2 separate regions of the Hordeum vulgare genome follow, and region 2 is linked to region 1. A link is a contact called in public Hi-C data. All regions are on one chromosome and are shown on one strand. The core of a region is the stretch at or near the end of the contact, and the rest is flanking DNA. Distances in the headings are between cores, read along the strand shown.

Region 1 (5,545 bases), core at 2,926-5,425:
TTCAATTGGCGTGCATGAGCTCTAGTAACTGGTCAAGTATGTATAGCAGCTGGGGCTGTGGGTGTAACAATGGTGTTGATGTCCTCATCAAGATCACTTAAACGAACCAGTACGGGCCAATGAGAACCTGCCATGTCGAGAACATATCCAAAACATTATCGAGAAGAAATTCATCAATTGAAAATAAAATGCATTTTTGCAGAAAAAACCTTGGAACTTAAAACTATCATAACTAATTGTTTAGAGAGCCAAATTGAATGATTATTTTTTGCAAATGAAACCTTAGGAAATGTACTTTCAGAATAATTAAAAAATGAACTTCTCAAATTTGAATTTCAAACAGAATAGTTTAAATACAAAATAGATTGATCTACATTGATAAAGAGTGTTGTCATTGTGTTCAAGATGAGGATGAATTGCATCTTTTTCAATTGTGCATTTGCTACGGCTGCATGGTTTGCCCACCCTTGGTATCTTAGGACTGATATCTTGATTGAAAATCATCAGTCCATGCACACTACTCCCTCCGTTTTTAAGTATAAATCTTTTTAAATATTTTATTATAATCTATATATGGATATATATAGACATACTTTAGAATATGAATTCATTCATTTTACTTCGTATGTGGTTAGTAGTGAAATCTTTAAAAGCCTTATATTTAAGAAGAGAGGGAGTATTATCGATGCTCTTCCGACCATGAACCACCCTCATGCATCAATCCCCCCAAAGAAAAGTTTCTTGTGGTGCATTTGGAAATCAAGGAATTATTGCCTTTTTATAGAAAAAATTGTTAACCTCGTCGGGTTTTTATGGCTACCATGGCGTTGGATGAAAGCAACACAATAAACGATGCCTCTCCTGAAGGTGCAAAAGCTTCTTCTTTCCAGCAAAACATTACAAACTCTACTATTTTGCCGCTGCAGGGACACACTATTAGGACGATTTTCTTTATTTATGGGGCATAAATTTATTCTGATGCTTCTTTCAAATGCACAAAGATCTCAAGTCTAAGAACAACTCCAACCGGTCCGCCTAAACGGACGATGATTTTGTTCACTTTTTGTCCGTTTGTTCGGCCCGGCGGATACCAACGTCCCCTTTCGCGTTTGGCCGACGCGTGAAAAAAAATCAAACATTTTTAAAAATGAAAAACAAACATTAAATCCGGTCACAAGGCCGGCGAGAGTCCATGCGTCCTCGTTACATTAATTAAACATTAAAAAAATCTAAACTACGAGGCTTCCCTAGGCGGCGGCGACGTCGGGGCCGATGAGGTGAACCAGCATCGGCGCAGGACCAGCCCACGGGAATGCCATGTTCCAGAGCGCCGCTGCCCGCGCCTCCGTCGTCTATCCCGCCGGCACGGGCTATGCTGGTGGCGGTGGCAACGCAGCACGGTCACGTTCCTTCGCTAGGTGCAGCGCCCTCCATGGAGGTAGGCGGCCTTGTGCCGCGGTGTCGCGCCCAACCAGATGGGCGGCACGCTGGCCCACTTGTGGAGGCATCCGGTCCACTGGTAGACCTCCGGTTGTAGCTCGTTCTTCGACAGTGGAGGCACGACGCAGTCGCCGATGGCGGACAACGCGATGACCTCCCTGAGATGCGCCTCATATGCCGCATCCTCCTCCTCGGCCTTGCGCCGGTCTTCCTCCTTACTCTCGCGGAGCGCGGCTGCCAGCGCCGCCTGGTAGGCGGCCTCCGCCTCTTGGTCCTCGTCGCGAACGACTAGCAGGGGTGGCAGAGGGACTGACTGCACATCGCGCACGCCGCGTCGGCGCTGCTCCTCATGCTCGACCGCGAACCAGACCTCTCAGTAGGGAGAGTCGACCGCGTACACAGGATTGAGCCATTGCTCCGGCGACTCACTTCGTCCGCGTGCATCCGGGCCGACCGCGGCATGGTTGACACCGGGATCCTCTCCGGATTCAGATGCGAGTGGTGCGGGAGGGTCACGTCCGGATACGGCAGCGGGATGCAGTGCTTCCAGTGCCACCTCGCTTGGTGCACCGGGACGCTGATACGTTGACGAGGTTGGCGGGAAGACGCCGGCGAAAAGATCGCGTGGGGGTAGAGGGAGGACTTGCCCTTCTCTTGGGAGGAGCCAACCATGGATGCTGGCTAGGGTTTGGTTGCCTACGAGGGAGCAGACACATGACGAGATGGGGACGGGGGGTTCTGAAAGCAGATGAGGCCGAACCCCACCGCACGTTCGCATTAAAAAAGATCGACCACGGTCGCTGAAGCGTGGGCCCGCGGAGGTTGGTCGTCATTAATTAAGTTGATCGCACGTAGTTGAACGACCGGCGGGTGTGGATGGGACGGACATCGAGAGGACGCGCGCGCGTTCATTTCGCGTCCGCGCCGACGCATTTGTGTCCTAAATTTAGATCGGAAATGGATCGATCCGGACGCGAAACGGATGCATTTTAACAATGGATCCGCATGTTGGATCATCACTCTTATCCGCGTGGATCCAAACAAACGACAATGAATAAAATGAATCGTCCCGTTGAAATTGCTATGGACAAAGAGCCACGGGTATTTGTGTCTTTCTTATTCTTTTGAAGGATCAAGGGAGTATGCAAGTACAAATTGAAGCCTCCACCCAGCTCACTTTTTTCCATTATTAAAAGCAGAAGCACATGCCCTTATTCTTGCTGCCAGGGTGACACAAACTTTTACAGATTAGGCAACCTACCTTCCTCACTGATAATCTCTCACTGGCTAATGGAGAGTTCCGCATTTCCGCAACACTAGTCGGCAGTTACAACCTTATTTCAAGCCATCATCCTCGCCGCCGCCTTGCCGCTAACGAAGAAAAACAAAGAAAAATAAGACATAAGAAAAACAACAAAGAAGTCGGACCCTACTCTTGTGGGCGCCACACGAAAGAAAGGAGGAATGAAATCACTAGTTAACGAATATACCTTCCAACGATTACTTCTAGCTCCACACGTTCCGATAAATGATGCACTGCATCTGTATCATTTGTCGCAACCTAAGAGTTTTCTCTTTTTCGTAGATCCGTATTTTTAAAACATGGCCAAATCACGAACTGTTTTTACTGTTCACTTTCTCTCGTCGAGATTCAAAATCAGATCCCATGTTGATAGGTTTTGACGAACTTTACTTTTTCACAAAAAAACGAACGAAAAAATTGTTTCTCACGCGGTAGAAAAAAACAAAAAACACGTTTTTTTTTTCTTTCCCAGAGGCACAGTTCATGCCTCTCGCGGAAGCAAAATCGTGCCTCTCGAGGAAAAAAAAGGGAGCAGAAAATGAGTTTTTTTCCTTTTTAGGTGACGCACGGCCGTGTCTCTCGCGAAGGCAAAATCGTGCATGTGGCAAAAAAATGGAAAACGCGTTTTTTCCCTTTCGGGAGAGGCATGGACGTGCCTCTCGCGAAGGCAAAATCATGTCTTTCACGGAAGCAAAACCGTGCTTCTCGCAAAAAAAGACAGAAAACGCGTTTTTTCTCCTTTCCGAGAGGCATCGGCGTACCTCTCACGAATGCAAAACCTTATCTTTCGCGGAAGCAAAACCGTGCCTCTCGCAAAAAAACAGAAAACGTGTTTTTTCTCTTTCCGAGAGCCACGGCCGTGCCTCTCGCGATGGCAAAACCGTGCCTCTCGCGGAAGCAAAACCGTGCCTCTTAAAAAAAACAAAAAACGCATTTTTTTTCTTTCCGAGAGGGACGGCCCTGCCTCTCGCGAAGGCAAAATCGCCTCTCGCGGAAGCAAAACCATGTCTCTAAAAAAGTGTTTTTTCCGTAAAAAACAGAAAACACGGTTTTTCCATAAAAAGAAATAATTTTTTCCCGTCCAAAAGTTACGAAAGACCGATGAGAAACCGGAACACTAGAAAAATCAGAGAAAAAACCACTCTAAAAGGCCGAAAACATATGCGAAAAAATAAAAAAAATAAAATACGAAGGGAACGTTTGGAGTGCGACACGTGGCGACGGCTGAGAACGTGCTAAGTGGCGGTGCGCGAGAGTGATCACTCGGAGACTCCCAAAGGAGTGCTCGCTAACTAGTTGTTGTCCAGGAGAATCAGTATGGCGGCATTGGAGGCGGCATTTCCTATTTAGCACGGCAGGCACCACTTAATGTGCATTTTGTTAACTAGCGCATGCAACCTCTTGAAATGGGCCCGCTCATCTGGCGGCATTGGAGGCGGCATGTCCTATTTAGCACGGCAGGCGCCACTTAATGTGCATTTTGTTAACTAGGGCATGCAACCTCTTGAAATGGGCCGGCTCATATCGATGCCGGATGACGAACTTTTTCTTGAAAATTCTATGACGTTTTTCTAAATTTTAACGAATGTTTTTAAAATCGATGAACCTTTTTAAAAATATTAAATTTTATGATTTTTTTAATACTGATGAACTTTTTTGAAAAGTTATGAACATATATTTGAAAATGGATTATTTTTTACAAAATTGATGAAATTTTTTGAAGATTTATGAGCTTTTTCAGTTAAATGAACTTTTTTAAAAAACATGATTTCTTTTTTGAATTTCTATGATCTTTTTTCTAGTTGAATCAATTTATTACAAATTTGATGACTTTATTCAAATTGGATGAACTTTTTTCAATTTGAATGAACTTTTTTCAAATTGATGAACTTTTTTTAATATTGATAAACCTTTTTTAAAGATATGAACTTTTTTCGAATGGATGAACCTTTTTAAAATTTGTAAAGCTTTTTTGATTTTATACAAAATTTCATTTCCATATGAAAAATATTCTAGACGTTTTTTTTCTACTCGATCAACAAAAAAAGAACTAACCAGGTTATGAGCGTGCTAATGGGTCTGTCCATGCCTGCGACGCTGCAGATGCGTTAACTGGCGCTTGCAGCGCTGACTAGAAGCTCCCGTGGGAGGAACACTAGGCGGCGGCTGCTGATGTTTCTCTCTCAAGGGATCCTGCTACGTGATTACAAACTTTTTGTGTGCAAACCAGTGGATACATACAAAAATAGATGCGCTGAGCACCTGCTGAATGTGGGCGACCAACTCCTAGTTTCATATGTTGAGAATTTGTCGTTGAACAGGGGAAGATTGCGCACATTAGCTGCCACTTCCGCCTTCGCTCCCGCCTGAGGCGCAAGAGGCGAACGACCAGGCGATCGGGGTGATCGCTGGATCGGCGGGCCGTGCTCGAGGCGGGGCAGATTTCTCTTCCGCTGTGGATGATCCCCATCTGCACTGGGAGATCTCCCACGTCGACACTCATCTGCGCTCTAGGAGCGATCGTCGGGGTTTCATCTACCTCCACAGGAAGTCGCGCTGGATCACGGTGAGAGACGAGGAACACGACATCCTAGCGAGAACGTATTTACATGATCGGGTTGATCCCAAGGATGGGGACGAGCTGGAGATCGATGGTTTCCGGGTGCGCGTACGTCGCCTCTGGAAACCGAGACAGAGCGTCGACGAACAGGCTGCGGTATGTGATCTCACCTCACACTCAGTGTGTTTCGGAGGACGGTTTTGGGTTTTGGGTGATTATGATGCAGTAGATGAAGATGAGAC
Region 2 (5,386 bases), core at 410-2,909, 120 kb before region 1:
AAGGCATCATCTTCATCGACTCCTCGCCGCTCCCTCTGCCGGCGGTAACAGAAAAGCCGTATCCTTCTCCACCCTCCAAGAACCGTTCAGGCAAGAACTCGTCGGGGTTCGTCCACGACGCCGCGTCGCGCCCGATATCAGCCACGCCGTAGTTGACGACAGAGCCCTTTGGTATCACGTAGCCGTCGAGGTAGACGTCCTTGTCCGTCGTGTGCGCCAGCAGGTAGTGCGCCGGGGGGTGGCGACGCAGCGCTTCGAGCACCACGGCCTCAACGAACGGACTCCGCCGCTCGCCATCCGCCCTACACTTCTCGTCGAGTTCCCCTCTCCTGGCGACGTCTTTCCGTAACCTCCGTTGTATATCCTGAGAAGAGAAGTTGCATGTCATATCAAATTTTATGAGTTATGTCTAGGAAAAGTTGCAATGTCCTGTCAATTATATGAGCGATGACAGTGAAATTTCATCTGTGTCACTGTGTGTGCACGTACTGTAGGAGTACATGGTCCTCACGAGCTGACACGACGTTATCTGTACGCATACCTGGTGGAGCACAAGACGTGCCATGATCCACTCGAGCGCCGTGGAAGTCGTCTTGGCGGCACCGTTCATGAACTCCCAGCACAGGCTCACCATCTCCTCGTCTTGGAGCCTTAGCTCCAGGAGCGTGTCGACGTAGCACCGGCGGCGCTCTGCGCCGACACCATCGCCGTCTCGTTGTCGGCGAGCACTGATGAGAGCCATGACAGTAGCACGGTGCCTCTTCTGGGCGTTGGATAGCTTCCGGAACCTAGGGAAGTAGCACGCGACCTCGAGGAGCGCGGGCATGAGCTGGAACGCGCCGAGCTCAACGACGAGGGACAGTATCTCGGCGTGGACTCCTCGTAGCTGCGTGAGCACGTCCTCCGCCACCCCCTCGCCGAAGCAAAGCGAGGCGAAGAAGCAGAACACGGCGTGTCGGAGCATTTCGGATGGCACAATAACGTGGTTCTCCGCCGCCGCCGCCGCCGCCGCCGCACGCTCGAGGCTCGAAGCAAGCTTACCGAGAGAAGCTTGCAGTGGGACGGCGAGAGGCGCCCCTGCAAGGTGCCAGCTGAGGTTGCGACGGAGAAGGCGCCAGCGGCCACCGTACTGGGCGCTGTTGACGCTGTGGCCGTTAAACCCGAAGGACCACGACGGCGGACGGTGCGCGAAGGTGGCCCCCGCGCGGGCGAGGGTGCGGTGCGCGGCGTCACGGCCGGAGATGAAGATGGCCGGCCTGCCGCCCGCCCAGAGGGTGACGACGGGGCCGTAGGCCGCGTGGAGGCGCCGAAGCGCAACGGCGAGGGAGGCGATTGTGAGGCAGCGGTACAGGAGGTTCCCGAGAAGTGGGAGCCGTGGCCATGGTGGCCCGGGAGGGAGCGGACTGCCGCTGATGTAGCATTTCCCGTGCTGCTTGGAGGATAGTAGGAGGAGGAGGAGCACGACCGGAAGGACGACGATGCACAGGAGTAGGATCATTGCATCGGTAATGCTCGATGATTATATCGGCATGGCAGCGGTATTGGACTAGGTTTTATAGTGATGCAGCTCCATCTGCCGGACAGCCAAATTAATGCGTGAATCGGCAACTCCATCGTTTACCACGAGCTGTGTTGACTATTTGCCATTTTAAATATGAGGCTCTGCAAAATGTCACTGTTAAGATTGGCTTCGTAAAAACGCCACTCTGTTCAAGTGCAGTTGATTAACATGTCATTTTCCCTTTTTCTATTTCTTTTTTCATTTCCATTTTTTTGGCACTTGAAAGGACCAAAGTGCCCTTGTCTCTTTCAACCTTATCTAATGCTTTTGTAGGCTGGTTGGATGGGGATTGCTCCGGCTAGCTTGTCCTTGTCAGACATGTCACTGATGCATGTCCGAGCCACGGCAGCTCGCCGCCTTAGCTTGACAACGGTCGTGTGAGCAATCACATGTTGCCGTTGTTGCTCGCCCACACCCACGCTCGCCACCGCAGCTCGCCTTGAGCACGCCCGTGTGAGTAACCGCATGTCGTCGTCGATACTCGCCCACGCCTGCTCGCGTCGATGCAGCTCACCGTTGCCTTTGCGTATGCCTACGCGACAGCACGAGCCACCGCAAGTTGCCGTCGGTGCTCGTGCACGTCTACACGTGCCGACACAGCCTCGCGGATGCCTGCACCGAGCCACCGCAGCTTGCCGTCGGTGCTCGCCCGCCCCTTCACGCGTAGGCATAGCTCACTCCGAGAACCAAGACACGCGAGGGCGGTGCCGAACAGCAGTTCAATTGGCGTAATGGCAGCACCGGCTGGAGCAGGAGATGGATGCGTGAGCGTGTTCTGAAGATGGAAATTTGCAAGCAGATCAGATGCCAAGCTCGTGTAGATAACAGTAAGGGCAGTTTAGTCTTTTTCAATGCCTATAAATGGGAAAGGAAAAAGGTAAATCAATAAAAGGAGCTTAATGTCATGTTAATCAAACTGTACGCGAACAAAATGGCATTTTAACAAAGTCAATCTTGACAGTGATGTTTTTGGAAGCCCCATATTAAAAGTAGCAAATAGTCAATTTTTTCAACTGTGTTTCGTAAACAAAATAGCAATGACACATCTCGTTTTCCACACTGTCGCCATGTCATTGGTTCGACCAAGACGTAAGTGCAAGTTCAACGCGTCGATTTAAGCGGACATCATCCGTTTTTTTGTTTAGATCATCCGTCCGTCTGTATATATCTGTTTTTTTTAAATGAATCATTTAATACACCCAACGATAAGCAAGTGGACGATAACACTATGCCAATAAAATAATAAAAAAGAGGTGAACGAGTGTGGAACAACGAATTAAATAAGTAAAGAGAGATGAATGGATAGGTGAATGATAAGTGGGTTAGACCGGACACAGACGGACGACGCAGACACAGAAAATAACCGTTATGTGTCCGTCCGTGATCCAAATGTGATCAAAATTTGCGTTAAAGATGGATCCATACAGACACAAAAGGGACGCCTTTTTAGTTTGGATTAACACGTTGGGGTTATACTTTTGTCAGTACCGAATCAAACGAACGCGTGCAAACGACTTGGATCGCTATGTTGCGTTGAAGTTGCTGTAAACGGCAAGTTTCTTTTGTTTTTGTCCTTCGGCGAATCGCTAAGGTACTGTTGGACAACGTTTGGTCCATAAGTTTCCTCTCAATGCTTGAGGTACAGTACCTTCCACAATATACTAGCCACATTAAATAAGATAAGATGATACGCGTGGTGGATTTTAAATTGCATATCCCATGGCAAATGACAACCACCGTGTGCTGTTGGGGATATCTTGGATTTCTTTGTATGAGGCATGTGTGCTGCGTATCAACTTTGAGAGCATCTACAGCAGCAGGATCCTTAAATCCGGTGTCTCAAATGTTGATGAACGTGTCCGGGTGTGTTTATCAACACTAATCGACCACGTTTTAAATATTGCATTCTACATTCGAATATCTTAAATTAAAATTTTCATATCCATACTATTACATACAACGTAAACCTAATACTAAGCGGAGCTTATCCGTCTTCGTCGTGTTCATGTACGGCGGCTGGCTGCACCCTTCATAGTATCGGTCCGGTAGTCGATGAGGTAGAGTAGGACATGGGACACTAGCTGGTTCACGGGAGTCGAGCTTCCGTCGGCTAACATGTCCTATTCTTCCTCGTCGGAGCCCGTAACCCGGACCGGTCGACATGAGGTCGATGATGGATCATTTCTGGAAGGAGCCGACATCCACCACGATGTGTTGCGTCGAGTGCACTGTTGCACCCTATGGGGCGCTGGAAGTGAGATTCCGCCTCTCCAACATCCGCGCCGCGAGGGCCTCCGCCGCATCCCGTGACCACTGCCTCGCCCGGCGGACACGTTGCGTCATGACATCATCTGAGGTCGGCCATGCTTTGTGCTCGGCGAGCCAACGGAGGGGTTGCGCTTCCGCCACGGCGTTCGGTCGCCAGACAGACCGCACCGTCTCCGATGAGGCAACAACGCCGGATCCAAGCACCGGTTACGCGAAAGCAATGAATTCCCGACGTTGCGAGTGTGAGTGCTGACGTCATGCGGCCACCTCCTCGGAGCGGCGGAGCACAAGACGGACGGCCATCTCCTCTCCGGGCCCGCGTGGGACGAGCTTGTGGTCGACGGATCTGGAGATGAAGGACTCAGATCCGTTGCCAGCCGTGCCGGATGTGAGCTTAGGTAGCGGATGGGAGTGGAGTGAACTGATTAGGGTTTGGTCCGATGAGCGGATGAAGACGAATATATACGGGATAGATGCGGGCCAATGCGGACGTGCCCGGACGCACCCGTGCTCCTCCATGTCCGTCCCATATCAGGGTTGGAATGGGTGGTGTCAGTCAGTCCGGATGTTAAGACCGTTTTAAAAGGTTCATTTGAATCGATTTTTTATGATCGGACAGTATTCGAACGGTTTGGCCGGTCGTTTGAGAGATGTTGTCCATGTCCCAAGAAAGCTGCGAGGATGCACGATTTTTTCACTGTAGAAAATCCAGGCATCCCCCGGCCGACACGGCAGTTGTTTATCTCTGACTGGTGATGCTTGCGTGGTGGGTATCCAAGGTTCGCCATAGGCTGAATTTCTGGTCTTCTGGACCTCTGGTCCTTGCTCCAGGACCATAGGATCGGCGTTTCTCCGATTTTGCTAGCGGCTGGCCTCCGAAGAAAGTATTCAGGGCATTCTGTTTAAGGCCCTAGATGGCGCTCACAGAGGTGTTCTTCCTCGGTGTGAGGCCCTAGATGGCGTCCACACTCTGAAACCATTTTCCTACACGGAGAGCTTTCGATTTGCTACACCGACGGCTTTACTTAAGCAGGCGACTGGATTGTCGAATGTCAAATGGCAGCGTTGCACCGACGGCTTTTTGTAATACCTAGTTAGCCCCAAGAAACCATGAAGCTTAGCACGAATCACTTGAGTCATGAAGCTTATCACGTATATTTCCATCACACTAAACATTTGATGACCATAACCCAGTAACTATTTCGTCTTTACCTTTTTCATTATTAGCTATTGATTCATGATACATAATATATTTAAAAAATGGGGGTTGCTACACATCCGTCGGGTGATGTTTGAAAAACATTATCCACCTTGATAGCCGTCTGATCTACATGCGTAACCGTTCGATCCGCGCGCGGCGCTTTGACTGAGCATCCGGTAATTTCTGAGATAACGCTCGAGTTTCTGAAACAATCGCTTCGTTGCAGGGTTTTTTCTTCGCACGCGCTTCGGCTGGGAACCCAGTAATTCCTGAGGCAACCCTTGATTTTCTGAAACAATCGCTTTGTTGCTGTTTTTTTTCTTCATCTTTCTGCAACATAAATAATGTTGCGAAAG

Evidence for each region. Hi-C and Micro-C count contacts between places; a contact is called where the count stands out from the background.
Region 2: a Hi-C map of leaf shows a contact between it and region 1, with 5 times the contacts expected there. The contact joins the promoter of LOC123409845 here to the enhancer-like site in region 1. A contact is called at or near these places in 2 of 6 Hi-C or Micro-C datasets (leaf and seedling).

Annotation. Positions count from the first base shown.
Region 1 is chr7H:469,345,266-469,350,810 of MorexV3_pseudomolecules_assembly, reverse strand. No RefSeq gene overlaps it. Among protein-coding and RNA genes, the nearest start is that of LOC123413286, 45 kb to the right of the region's middle. Within about 2 kb of position 4,175, at least 2 of the 3 cell types and tissues checked have open chromatin away from gene starts, as enhancers often do. A contact at or near this core is called in leaf, where this site is marked.
Region 2 is chr7H:469,461,890-469,467,275 of MorexV3_pseudomolecules_assembly, reverse strand. LOC123409845 (cytochrome P450 89A2-like) reads right to left here and starts at 1,659. Exons shown (of 2, transcript XM_045102716.1): 1 at 542-1,659; 2 at 1-364. The coding sequence starts at 1,498.